4 separate regions of the Sus scrofa genome follow, and regions 1, 2 and 3 are each linked to region 4. The links are chromatin contacts, called in public Hi-C, HiChIP or PLAC-seq and promoter capture Hi-C maps. All regions are on one chromosome and are shown on one strand. The core of a region is the stretch at or near the end of the contact, and the rest is flanking DNA. Distances in the headings are between cores, read along the strand shown. Region 1 holds the start of NDUFB5 (NADH dehydrogenase [ubiquinone] 1 beta subcomplex subunit 5, mitochondrial). Region 2 holds the start of GNB4 (guanine nucleotide-binding protein subunit beta-4). Region 3 holds the start of ACTL6A (actin-like protein 6A). Region 4 holds the start of LOC110256340.

What was found. Promoter capture Hi-C pulls out the DNA fragments that hold promoters and counts their contacts. Hi-C and Micro-C count contacts between places; a contact is called where the count stands out from the background. HiChIP or PLAC-seq counts read pairs in DNA pulled down with a chosen protein or histone mark.
Region 1: a Hi-C map of liver shows a contact between it and region 4, with 5 times the contacts expected there. The contact joins the promoter of NDUFB5 here to the promoter of LOC110256340 in region 4. A contact is called at or near these places in 2 of 5 promoter capture datasets (fetal liver and liver), 1 of 47 Hi-C or Micro-C datasets (liver) and 1 of 2 datasets of contacts at active chromatin or transcription factors (alveolar macrophages).
Region 2: an H3K27ac HiChIP or PLAC-seq map of alveolar macrophages shows a contact between it and region 4. The contact joins the promoter of GNB4 here to the promoter of LOC110256340 in region 4. A contact is called at or near these places in 2 of 47 Hi-C or Micro-C datasets (embryonic fibroblasts and mesenteric adipose tissue) and 1 of 2 datasets of contacts at active chromatin or transcription factors (alveolar macrophages).
Region 3: a contact with region 4 is called in a promoter capture Hi-C map of fetal liver, with 2.6 times the contacts expected there. The contact joins the promoter of ACTL6A here to the promoter of LOC110256340 in region 4. A contact is called at or near these places in 3 of 5 promoter capture datasets (fetal liver, fetal skeletal muscle and liver), 7 of 47 Hi-C or Micro-C datasets (alveolar macrophages, embryonic fibroblasts, heart right ventricle and 4 more) and 1 of 2 datasets of contacts at active chromatin or transcription factors (alveolar macrophages).

The regions. Positions count from the first base shown.
Region 1 is chr13:117,655,028-117,658,508 of Sscrofa11.1, forward strand. NDUFB5 (NADH dehydrogenase [ubiquinone] 1 beta subcomplex subunit 5, mitochondrial) reads left to right here and starts at 1,384. Exons shown (of 6, transcript XM_003132546.2): 1 at 1,384-1,630. The coding sequence starts at 1,507. It overlaps MRPL47 (39S ribosomal protein L47, mitochondrial), which reads right to left and starts at 1,361. Exons shown (of 7, transcript XM_003132547.4): 1 at 1,211-1,361. The coding sequence starts at 1,308.
Region 2 is chr13:117,511,754-117,514,912 of Sscrofa11.1, forward strand. GNB4 (guanine nucleotide-binding protein subunit beta-4) reads right to left here and starts at 1,634. Exons shown (of 10, transcript XM_021069860.1): 1 at 1,304-1,634.
Region 3 is chr13:117,596,380-117,599,757 of Sscrofa11.1, forward strand. It overlaps ACTL6A (actin-like protein 6A), which reads left to right and starts at 2,036. Exons shown (of 14, transcript XM_003132545.5): 1 at 2,036-2,258. The coding sequence starts at 2,234.
Region 4 is chr13:117,177,515-117,180,778 of Sscrofa11.1, forward strand. LOC110256340 reads left to right here and starts at 1,823. Exons shown (of 3, transcript XM_021069818.1): 1 at 1,823-1,843; 2 at 2,631-3,264. The coding sequence starts at 1,823.

The DNA.
Region 1 (3,481 bases), core at 134-2,633, 480 kb after region 4:
TCCGGTGGGGTTCGCTGCTGCAGCACATTGACGCCTAACATGGGATCAAGTAGCCCAAGGAGGGGTGGGTGCAAGGCCCAGATAGGGGCTGCTTGCAGCCTCCCCTGCCCCATACATGCCGGAGGACTACCACATGGTCAGCCCTCACCCTTGAGTCTGAGAACCAGGAGAGAAGCCAGCCTCATCTGGCAGTTTCAGAGTGCATAAAAGAGTCATTTTAGGCTTACATTCTATAGATCTGTTTGCTCTCCGGCAAAGATGGAGAGTCCTTATTCCTGGGGCACTACTATGCATATTTGAAAATAAAGGGTGAAATCTTTGCATCTTCTTCAAAGAATCGTCTCTGAAAAGTAACTACTTTAAACCAGTGACTATAAATGCAAGTCTACCAAAATAAACTTTAAGACTCTCTCTATAAAAAAAAGCACATACATTACTTCCTTTAAAAAAAAAAATAACATGCCCAACTATTTATAAAATTCAATTCATTAAAAACAAAAGTTGTTCCCTTTTGGCTTAGGGGGTTAAAGATCACAGGGGAACAGACCACAACTGCAGCTCGGGTACCATCCCTGGCCAGGGATATTCTACGTGCAGAGGTTGAGGCAAAAAAAAAAAAAAAAAAAAAAAAGTTAATAAAAAGGAGGAAACGATATACCTTAACGCTAAAAATGATTGGTCTGTCCAGAAGACAGCGGTCTTTCTAGAAATGAGCGCCACATGTAGGATATTCTTTTCTAATACCTGCAGGGTGACTTTCCATTCATTTGGCTACTTTCATGTATTCACTCAATATTTACTGAATAATCTCTTTATGACAGACTCTGGGAGTACAAACTCCTCACCATCCCGACTCGCCTTTTTTTTTTTTTTTTAAATCCACCCGAACGTGACAGAGCTTTCAGTTCCATAACCAAAAGCTCTTCAGTGAAGTTTTTCCCACCTCTCCCAGCCAAACTGTACCTCTAGGTTTAATTTTAAAAATACTGGGTTTTTACAGACCCCCCCCCCCACAGTAAGTGGAACAAAATGTGTGAGAAAGACGGCAATATCTTACGTGGGAGACTTCTCCAAGGTCACTTACTCTTGACAGAGGTGGGTTTGGGCCCAGCCATCCCAACGGCCTTTCCATCCTTGAGCATTCTCAGCATCTCAGCAACCAAACATGAGCCAAAGTTAGAGATGCGGACAGACTACTCACATCGCTTACCTTGTGCTAGGAGGGGCCTGAGGACGTATTAACAACCTACACGCCTTCAGGGCGGCCGAGACTCTTCTACAGAACACAGCCAAACCGGCTGCAGCCATTTTTTTTCGGATCAGTAAGCAAACTGTATTTCCGCCAACAATGGCGTCACTTCCTGTGTCTCACGCGGACTGATAACGAGCACTGAAATTGGCTTTGCCCTCAGTCAACATGGCTATTTTCCGGCTTCGCCCTTGTTAGGAAATTGACACTCTCGGCTCCCGTTACTCCTCCCCGCCCTTCTCTCGCCCATAGTAGCCATGGCGGCAATGAGTTTGTTGCAGCGGGCTTCAGTCACTGCTGTGGCCACTCTGTCCCGCAGCCGCCTTGGCACACGGTTTGGATTCGGGGGTTTCCTCACCCATGGCTTTCCTAAGACTGGCGGTGAGTGCTGGCTTTGGGAGAAAGCGCGGTCAGGGAATGCGGCAGGAGAGACAGAGGACTTTTCCCGGGTCACCTTGGTGGAATCCGGAGGGAGCGGGGAGAAATTGAGGACTTGCGGCTTGAGAGAAGGAGCATGGGCTGTGTGAGGAGACTGAGAATTTCCTGAATTAGATCGATCATGTCAAAGTTATTAATTAGAATTTGTGAGACACTTCGTCATTCACCTGATCTGTTGGTGCTAATTTGAGGATGAAGCTGCGGTTAGAAAGGCACAGGGCTGAGACCCATCTTTCTCAGGCACCAGATTCTTTATATGTTCCACCTGGGCTACATTTCAGTCTCACAAGGTGGGAAATCACGTTGCTGAGGAGCCCACCCATGCTAAGTAATAATATACAGACAGGTGACGAGGCTCTGGGCTAACTCATCTGGTAGGCACAGTGCCTTCATGATGATATTTTTAGGTGTCTACGAAAATGTTTTAACTTAAATTTATTTTAAAATCAGAAAGAAAAGGACCAGAATGTTAATGCATTATGTGATGGTGAATCCAGCCTGGATCGTAATGGTTTTATAGAATGTAATCATAAAATAATTATTTTTAATATCTTAGGAAGGGACCCATAAGGAAAAAGTTCCTAGGTCTTAGAAAAGTCATTGCCTTCTTGCGGGGGGTGGGGTTATTTAGATCCTCTTGGACACTGTGAGTTGAATTCTAGGAGAATGAATAATCATAGTGGGGAAACATCAAATTCTTTGTATTCAGTATATTTTATTTCCTCTTCGATTCTATAAAGGGAGTATATAATATTACCCTCACTTTACAGATGAGAAAACTGTGACTCAATATTTATAAAAACAGTGTACTCCTGGAGTTCCCGTGGTGGCTCAGTGGTTAACGAATCCGACTAGGAACCATGAGGTTGCTGGTTCCCTCCCTGGCCTTGCTCAGTGGTTTGAGGATCCGGCGTTGCCGTGAGCTGTGGTGTAGGTTGCAGATGCCCCTCGGATCCCGTGTTGCTGTGGCTATGGCTCCAGTTCGACCCCTAGCCTGGGAACCTCCATATGCTGCAGGAGCAGCCCAAGAAATGGCAAAAAGACCAAAAAAAAAAAAAAAAAAAAGTGTATTCCTGTATTAAATTGAATAATCAGCTAACATTTATTGAGCACTTATGTGCTGGACACCACTCTAAGATATTAAAGGTATTCATTTAATTCCTCTTGAAAAAAAAATACATTGTAAGCATTCAATACGTAGTTATAGAGGAGGTGAAATTTAAAGCCAAAAAATTCTTATCATACCTAATTGAAGATAAACTGAGGTAAAATTTCACCCCTAGATCCTCTTTATATATACACTACTCCCCTTTCTTGGAGTTTTGGAATGATCCTTGCAGGTAATTTGCACCTTTCCACTGGGAGCAGGATCCGGAAAGGATTTGATTGTTATGGTGAATGTTACTGTGTTTCAGCTGTGTACATGTTTTCAAAGGTATTTTACATGTGAAGCCTACTCTGCCACTGTGGAATGAAAGGTTGTAATCTGCTTTATATTATCATTTATGTCTGCCCCTATGAGAATGTAAGATCCATCAGAGTGGAAAACCTTGTCTGGTTTTGTTTCCCCTGGAGATAGACTGCCTACGTTCCAATTCTGGCTCTGAAGTTTAGTAGCTGTGTGAGCTTGGGTCATCACAACCTGGAAGCTAGTGGAAGGCACTTAATTGCCCCGAACTTGCATATCTTCATGTGTAAAAAACAAGATTTTATTACAAGCATGCTTATATTCTGTTGACTTGATGGGGAAATTAATCTCCTTTGTGTTGACAAGTGTTTATAATCCTAAAATGT
Region 2 (3,159 bases), core at 384-2,883, 330 kb after region 4:
TTCATAAATGTGTGTATACAAGAGAATTAAAAGACATTTAATAAAATGATATTTTTAAAGTTCCTATTTCACTTTCAAATTCATCTACAAACCAAAATGCAACATGTAAAGTCTTTAAATGATCTGTAACCAAATACTGAAATATACAATAAACTTTCAGAGCCCAGGATCAGTAATAAACCAAAAGCCCCACACTGAAAAGTCTAAAAAATAAAAATATGCAATGGCGAAGAGATTCAAAGCATACAACTTTACCTATACAGACTATTGTTTTCCTTGGCGACTAGAAATGACTTCTCTTTCATCTTAAAGAAGGAGAGTGTGCTCTGTTTCTGTTCTAAAAGACACACTTAAAGGTCACAATCTCAGTTTGCAACACTAAGATGGACCGATAGTAAAGCGTTCTAATCAACAATTCAATGCCGAATGTCTTAAGAAAACTTTCCAGTAGGGTGCTAATTCACAGACCGAGCTATTCTGCCAGTGGAGGGAGAAAGATGCGTCCACACCCTTTATTAAAAGAGAAAGGGAAGGAGTAGGAAAAAAGGGAAGAGAGAGATGCAAAATAACAAACTGCTTCTATAAACAAATTTAAGCCTGTTTTTAAACTTTTGGGAATTCTATCTTCCTTTACCGACGGAAGAGCAATAAATATCAAAGCACAAGGAAATTATTTGTGTTCTGAAGCAGAAAAAGAACGTGGAGAGAAAAGGAAAACATTTTATCATGTGTTGAACTTAAAAGTATTCAAAATTCTTAACACCCCCCCTTACTGTGCATCATATTTCCAAAATAAATTTAACACGAAACTAATGGACTCATTTTTAGCACTCAGTGGAGAACTTTTATGAGCTCTCCCAGGGCTCTCGACCCAATAACCCTTTTGGGCAGCCCTGAATAATCGCTATCCTCAGGACAAACACCAGCTCGCGTTCCAGTGCCCCGAAGGGACCTCGGGGTGCGGAGAGGCACCTAGGGGTCGAAAGCCCAGGGACCATGGCTCACCCCCTCGCTGCCCAGAGCGAGCGGTCCCAAGGGCCTAGGAAGTGTCCGAAGCTGCGGCCAAACGGCCGGTCCCTGCACTAGAGCGCCACCGAGGCGCGCCCGCCCCGTCCTCCCAGGCAGGGTTCGCCGACCGGAGCTCCCAATCCTCGGGTCAGGAGGAACTCTGCCGGACCCGGGCCGCCTCCAGGGCCGAGTTCCGCCGGGGCAGCCTCGCGGCGCCTCACGCCCCCCTGCAGGAAGCCCGAGATGCCCCCGCGGGGCGCACCGACCAGCCGCAGCTTGCGCGGCAGCCGCCTACCTGGAGGGAGCTCGGGCCGGCTTGGACCCGGCGTCCGAGGGTCGGCTGGGCGCCTCGCAGCTCCTGGCGCACGGACCGGGCGTGCGGAGCGCAGCGCAGCGCACCGCCGAGACCAACGCCGCGGAGATCCGCCGACCACACCCAGGCCCGCGCCGCCCAGCAGCCAACTCTGCGGCGCGCGGGGCCGGGGCGGGGACGTGGCTTGAGGCGCGAGGCGCGAGGCACGAGGCGCGCGGGTCCCGCGGGGACGCGGCGCGGGCGCGCGCAGACCCCTGAGCGTGCGCGGCCTGGGCAGGGGGCGAAGGCAGCTGGCGCTGCGCACAGCTTCTGCTTCCTATTTTCTATCTCGTTTCCTGCTAGAAGGAGAAGAAAAACATTAATTCCCAGGCAGTTTCGTTTTCTTGGTGCAGCGCCTGGACGACGGAGCACACTTCTGAGTAGCGCCCAAGTGGGTTGGCCAGTTTTCCTTCCCGGCACAGTACAGGCCTCAGTTTGCTTGAGGGTAGGGCAGGGGGGCTGACTTAGAAGATCTCAAGGTCCCGCTTAGGTTTAACATTTCTGGAATTTTAAATGTAAGAGAGTAAACTGAAGCCCAGAGTCTTACAAAATTGCACTGCAATCCCAGCTCTAATGTCGCTAGTTTTGTGATCCTGTACCGTCTCAGGGCCTTAGTTTCACCGGCGAAATAGGGATAGTGTATCTGCCTCATAAAGGTGCTAAAATTTTTAATGAGATAACATTTAAACAGAGCCTACCTCTGAATAAATAATCAATGCTTGGAAGTTGTTACTATTGTCACTGATGAAAGGAGGCCTTCCAGATAACCCCATCAAGTCACTTGTCTCTGCATGAGTTAAAACATCACATGCAACCGACTTTTCCCACATTTCTCTGGGTGTTTTATGTTTAAAATGTCATAAAATGAATGCATCTACCAAATTTGCTTCCTCTGAAGTCAGTACCGCCCGGGAGCAATTTTCCTCTCCCCACCCCCATCTTTCTTCTGAGTTAATTCCAGTTTGACAGACTGTTGCTATAGCATTCCTTCTCTGACGTCAAACAATTTAAAGAAACAGCCCTGGGTAACGAAAACTGCAGAGGAGTTCTTTGTCGAGTTTCTGTGCTGGAGAAAGGTTTGAACAATATCTTCAGAGAACTTTAACACCTCCGCAGCCTTCCATTTCTTCTTCAGCAGCTTCCCACTATCACCTGGAATAAATCTTCTAGTACCTTTGTGATGAATGCACCCTGACTGAAGCTGTGGAGAAAATGTGACCCTTTGTATAAAAGCCAGACCATAACAAAAATGGAAACAGCTGTGGTACTAGGATGATAAAATTATAGGGTTCCCCCCCAAATTTTCATTTCTTAATGTGGGGTGTCTGGAAGGTTGATTGGGACCTGAATGGGTCCTTTGCAACTGTAACTGTTTATAGATTTTAATGATTAAATCTTGAGCTTTGTCATTTTTAGGAGGAAGCAAAGGAAAATTGTTATTTATTTAAGAAATTCCTATTATGTACCAGACTCCCTGCTTTCTTCTTTCTTTCTTTCTTTTCCTTTTTTCTTTTTTTCTTTTTTTTTTTTTTTTTTTTTTGACTTTTTGCCTTTTCTAGGGCCACTCCCAGGGCATATGGACGTTCCAAGGCTAGGGGTCTAATCTGAGCTGTTGCTGCCGGCCTACGCCAGAGCACAGCAACTTGGGATCTGAGCCACATCTGCAACCGACACCACAGCTCACAGCAACTCGGGATCCTTAACCCACTGAGCAAGGCCAGGGATCGCATCCACAATCTCATGGTTCCTAGTTAGATTCGTTAACCACTGAGCCACGACGGGAACTCCAGACTCCCTGC
Region 3 (3,378 bases), core at 786-3,285, 420 kb after region 4:
TCCTTCCGTAACCCATCTAACCTGTTTAGTTTTCTGATAAACTGAACTAGTGGGACAAAATACCTCACTCTTTGATTCAACCCAGATGGTATCTTATTTCCATGGAAGATATTAGTGAGAGTACTGACAAGAGATATCATTATATATAATCAATTTAAATTCCTATATAAGAATTACATGGAATTTAAATGGGAAATTGATAGAAATGGATTATTGTGTATTATACACACAACTAGTTTTCTCTTCAAAATTTAGCTATTACCAAATATTTTGATATTTATTTATTGGTCTTTTTAGGGTCACATCCAGGGCATATGGAGGTTCCCAGGCTAGGGGTTGAATCTGAGCTGTAGCCTCTGGCCCATGCCACAGCCACAGCAACACCAGATCAGAGCTGTGTCAGTGACCTACACGACAGCTCATGGCAACGCCAGATCCTTAACCCACTGAGCGAAGCCAGGGCTTGAACCTGCACCCTCATGAATACTAGTCAGGTTCATTTCTGCTGAGCCACGACAAGAATTCCATATATCTTATTTTATAACTCATCGGCTTTATTAAACACAACATAAAAACAGAGTGGAGACAGAATTTTATTTACAGTATGTATGTATGTATCTGCAGTGAGAACTGTAATCATGGGGCCACAGTTAACCCAGAGTACTTTGTGCATGGTACTAGATGTGTTAGATGTGTTACATGCATTGTCACTGGGGTCAGGAAACTCTCCCTATAAGTGATCCAATAGTAAATATAGCCTCCAGCTATGGCCTCTGTACTAAAACTCAACACTGCCCTTCAGACAAAAAAGCAGCCACAAACATATTCCAGTAAAACAGCTTATCATTAGATAAATGTGAATTTTACATAATTTTCACGTCACGAAATATTTTTCTTAAAATTATTAATTTTTTTTTAACTGGAACAGTCATTAATAGCTCAACAGCCACACAAAAACAAAGTAGTCTGGATTTGGCCCTGGGGCCATAGTTTGCTGACTTCTGCATTGTCTCATTGGGTAAACGGGAATTTCTAAATGATCAGGTATACTGCCATTACACTAAGTAAATAGGGAAGGGTTTTCTCCCTAACCTTGTTCCCCACCCTACTATCACTTTCAGCCTTGCTGCTGGCACTGAGACTGATGCGGCTTTATTCAACTGTTCTTAAGATAAGAGGTACCTATATGTCTAGACTCTAGGCAGACCAAGAACCATGAAGACATACAACTGATCTTAAGAATTTTAGCTGGAGCGACATGACCATGCTTTGGGTATTTTCATAAATCAAGCCGCCTGCAAAATGGCTAAAAGGGCAAGGCGACAAGTTATTGTAGTAATCCAGAGGAGCGACAACGGTGATCTGTACCAGTAGAAATAGACAGGTTGGAGATGTATTTAGGATTAGGTGATCGCTTGGAGGAGGATTGACTATATTGCTTTACACCTGGCTCAGAGGATAAAAGAAATTTATGACACTTTGAAAAACAACTTGTAAAGTGCTACCTAAATTTAGCGGGATACTGTATCATTCCCTTCTTTCAACTATTCATAACCATTTAAAAAACTTCACGGTCCTATCGGTTTGTCCGATTTACAGATTCTCCCTACCCCAAACTGGCGCATGGCACGTTAATATTTTCAACATAAATTCGTTGAAAATAGCTTTAAAAAAATTCTTCATTCACCAATATCCAAAGCCGTCGGAACTATCGCATGGAGAGGATTCCAGACCCCCTTCTAGAGGTTTATCTGGATTTGCCGGATTCCCACCGCTCCTCCACGCGCAGCCTCACCCCCTGGTCCGGCCCCATACTCTTGCCGACAGCCTGCCTCCTCCCTCTCCCGCTCCCTCCGCCCCACTCTCGGGCCCTTTCGGGAAGCTCCGCCCCCCCCAGTTCCGCAACTCAACTCCTCTCCTTCCGTCGCTTTCCATTCTCCCCGCCCCCATGGCTGTTTTCAATTGGCTAAACTGGCTGTGCCGCGACGGGGAGCGCGGCAGAGCCTCGTTCTTATTGGTTGAAATATAGCCGGGCCTCTTGTGATTGGCTGCTAAGGGGAGCCAGCAAGTGTGACTGCGCTCCGGGGTGTGTGGACGCCGCTTTGTTGCCTGAGGGGGGTGGCGGTGGAAGTTAAGAGGGTCGGGGGCTAGAGCGTCTCCGGATCTGTAGTCGCGGCGGTTGCGGTCGCTTCGCCTGGTGTCCTTTAGCGTAGGAGTCGCGTCAACAGCAGCCATGAGCGGCGGGGTGTACGGGGGAGGTGAGTGAGTGCGGCTGCTCGAGAGCGCGCCTTTTTAGCGTGTGGGGTTCGTAACCGCCGCCCCCAGCCCTCCCCTCCCCTCCCCTCCCCGGCGGCCCTTCCGGTCTCCCCCTCTCGGGACCCCGGCCTCCCCGCCCCATCCCCGCCCCGCGCTTTGCCCGCCCCCGGAGCCCACCCGGCTCCACGATCGCCCCGGGCGCCCGGAGTCGCCGCCCCCTGGGGCCTCTTCCAGTTTCCGCCCGCCGGGGAACCGGTTTTTGGGGGTGCACGCCGCCCCGGGGCTGGGCGGACAGCTCCCCTCGGGGGCCCGGCCCGGCGAGCCGCGACTGGATTGGCCGGCTCAGGGGCTCTTCTCAGGCAGTCGGCTCTGTTGGGGTGTGCGTGCTTGCGTGTTTAAACTTGGGAGGTCCCGGCAGTTAGCTAGTGTGGACCGCGGGTTTTCGCGGCGTCGGGGAGATGGCAAAGCGAGCCGCGAGGGTTGGAACTGATTGGAGGAGTGGCGGCCACTCCGGACGCAGCCTCCTCTCCGTCCGCGCTCCGCACTCATGCTGCCTCACCTTTCAATAACTCCTGCATATATGTTGACTGTGGATTCTCCAGAGTTATTCGTGGGCGGGTCTGCTCAGGGTTAGTATAGAGATATGGGTAATTTAAGAATGAGTGGGGTGCGCGGTATAGTGAAAGATTTCCGCGGGCTGGGGCTTACATCCACCTGGGTTGTAATATCAGCCTCACTTTTTATTAAACTCTTTGCCTTGGGCAAGTTGTTTAACTTTTCCCAACTTCAGACGATTCGTTTGTGGAATGAAAATTCCTACCCATTGGGATGATTGTGAAGGTTAAGGGGGGGTAATGCTACACTTGCTACTCAAAGTATGAGCCAAAGATCAATAGCATCAGCTTCACTTGTAAGCTCTTTAGAAAATACTGAATTAGAGCCTCCGTTTTTTTGCAAGATACCTAGGTGAAGCACTGAGTTATATGATTTCCTAACCCAAAATGTTGGTCTTGTTGTTGTGTTTAGTAAGGATATTGTTTCTGAAGAGGTTTTATAGGTAGGATATGAAAATAAGGTTTTTAAAGTTCTTAGTAGTTTTGAAATGAAGCTTGAGTCTCAGGT
Region 4 (3,264 bases), core at 573-3,072:
TGAAAACCATAGAACCATAAGAAAAAGTACAAATAGATATGTTTAACTTATAATAGATAAAATGTAATATTAAAAATATTCAAAAATCCACAAGAAGACAGAAAAGTAGCAACAGAGAAAACATAGGGAACAAAGAAAATAGATAACAAAAAAGTAGGTCTAAATGCAACCTTATCAACATCTACATTAAATGTAAGTAGTCTAAACACAACTATCAAAAAAAGAAATAGATTGAATTTAAAAAGAGAGACCTATGTGTTTTCTACAAGTAATCTATTTAAAATACAACAATGTAGATAAATAAAAAGATAGGAAACTATATATCATACAAATACTAGTCAAAGTAAGATGGAATGACCACATTAATATTTAAAAAATAGGTTTCAGAACACGGATATTACAAGTGACTTAATGATGGTACATAATGACAGTCTATTCATCAAAAACACATAATCCTCTAAACGTAAGTGCACCAGCAACAGAGCTTCAAGACATATAAAGCAAAAACATACAGAAACAAAAGGAGAAATAGACAAGTCCATAGCTATAGTTGGAGACATCAATGTTCCTCTCCCAGAAACTGATAGAACTACTGAAGAAAACCAGTAAGGATATATAGAAGACCTAACATTATCAACCAACTTAATATAATTAACACAGAACATTCCACCAAATAATATACATAAAATGTTCTTTTACAGGTGTACACAGGACATTTACCAAGATATTCTGGGGCAAAACAAACCTTAACAAATGGAAAAGAACTAAAATCTTAAAAATATGGTTTTTTGACCATAACTGAGTTAATAAGTGCTACATGATAGCTCGCTTTTGTTAGGCCTTGGTGTGTTGTTTTTTTTTTTACTGCTCAACTTGGCAATTTTATATATCTGGAGTATATTGCTTCATAATCAAGTTGAGTCTTGTTTCCAAATGACTTCAAAGCTCAGTAGTGAGGTAAATGTTGTCAGAGGATGTTTTGGTGCACAATGCACATGTGAGTAACAGTTATCTTTATTTTCAATGGAAATGAAACCAAAGGCAAGTAACTGTTATCATATTTCCAATGTGTTAGAATGGAACAATAGTTTCATCTTGGACATTTCACCTCTTAAGAAAACAATTCCTTAATTCTGAGGTATTGCATTTTTTGTTTGACTTACAGCCCAGGAATAACAATTTCAATTTTTCCTTTGAAACATTCTTCTTCTGCAGGACTTTGAGCAATGAGTTTTGTCATACAGATGCCTAACATATTCTAAACACTGAACAATAGTGCTAATACTTCTGAAAGCAAGATAAACACATGATAGATCAAGGGTCACCAAATAAACCATATACATCAAAACTGTGAATTGGGCAGTACATGCTAATCCTGCATCACTGAATAATCACACATTTAAGTACCAAGTATGGGAATTTCTGCTGTGACACTTATTTCTTAAAGACAGATTATCACATAACAAAAATCGTAACATGTAATGAGCATTTTTCTCTTAAAAATTTTAGAAGGAAAATTATAATTTTCCCCCACTTAGGACTACCTATTAATATTTCATGAACCTCTGTGCCTGGAAACACAATTTGGGAAATGTGGTCATAAAGTTTACTTTGACTAGTAATTTAATGCTATGCTTTTTTTTTTTTTTAATCCCCTGCTCTGGAGTAACATAGTGTTCTGAAACTACTGAAAAACACTGGTTCAAGAAAAGCATTTAGAAACGTAGACCTCTGAATTGTGAGATGAAAACCAGAGCTTAAGAAAGAAAACACAGGAAAGACAGAAATACAGTCAAATGAGACTATGACCACATAGAGAGGAATGGATCTTATTTACGACTGGGTATGGACGTGTGGTGTTAGAGCAAAAACTGGTTATTGGTGAGCTTTTTGCTCTGGATGACAACTTGGACTGTAACATCTCTACCGTCGGTTATTTCCAAGTCCTCTACTCCTTACAATTCAAGGGAGAGCCCTAGTTAGAGGACTTAAGTCTTCTTACCACTGTTCCTACGCCTTTTCAATACAATGAAAGACCACTAGGGGGGGAAACACGCAAAAAACAGGGCCTTTATCAATAGTGATCTCGAAAGGCAACAGATCCTCTTACTCTCAGGGAAAAAGAGGCTTCTATGGTGCGCCGTACCAAAGTACCACCTTGAACCTAATGTGTAGCCAAAATGGCTTTTCTAAGGTCTCGTGGGCACTACATGAAAAAAAAAGACGTATTTTGAATAGTCATAATTGAATCCTACAAGCTAATTCAAATCTTGGGGTGAGGGGTGGAGGACACTGCAAAAGGTCTCCCCGAGTGAGTCAAAGGATTGCAGAGGGCTGTGGCAGGGCATTCCTCTTTTGGGATGGGCTACAACTTAACCTTACGTTGGCAGAAGAACGCGCAGCAACGTTGTGTAAAAAGACTTCTTCCCAGTATCGATATTCACTTTTGGTTAGCCGCTGACATAGGTGGTTAACTACCGCGCCCTCTGCTTTCGCCACGAAACGGGAGGAAATCTCTTTGGGCGTAAAAGTGAACGGGCTCATTTGCTCCCAATTATTCTTTCTTCTATCTCCACCCTAACTTGCCTGCTGCTCGTAGAAACAGATATAGGACATATATGCCGCCCTAGGATGACACAGTAGCCTCACTACCGCAAATAAACAACAGCATTAAACACTCGCGGGCCCGAAAAGCCCCTCCAGCACCACCCGAACTTCGGGCAGAAAACCAAGGCGCAGGCGCATTGGCACACTGTTACCCGATTTGCCCATTTCCCTCTCCAGGTCTCTGCAATTTCACTTCCCCTTGTTTGCGCATCTGCTTCCGGGGCATAGTAGGCTCGGCCCCTTCATCGGCTCTTACCCTCCTCTACCCAAGGAGGGGGGAGTCGAGGGGGTGGGGAAGAGTTCGTTGTTTGTTTACACGATGTGAGCGGAAAAAGAGACCAATAAAGTTTATTCTGGAAACAAAAGGAAAAAAAACAGGGGTGACAGAGAAAGGAGACGGGGTGGGGGGGGGGCGTGCGGCGGGGGCTAGCGAGGAGAGGCTGCGAGAAGGAGAAAGCGGCAGTTCCGGTGCCGCCGCTGCGGCCGCTAAGGTCTCGGGCTGCTGCCGCTGCGGCCGCTGGGGCTGGGGCCGCCGGCGAAGCAGGGCTCGGGCCCGGCCGGGCAGCTCCGGAGCGGCGGGGGAGAGGGGCCGGGAGGCGGGGGCTGTGCCGCCCGCTCTCCTCTCCCTCGGCGCCGCCGCCGCCGCCGCCGCCGCCG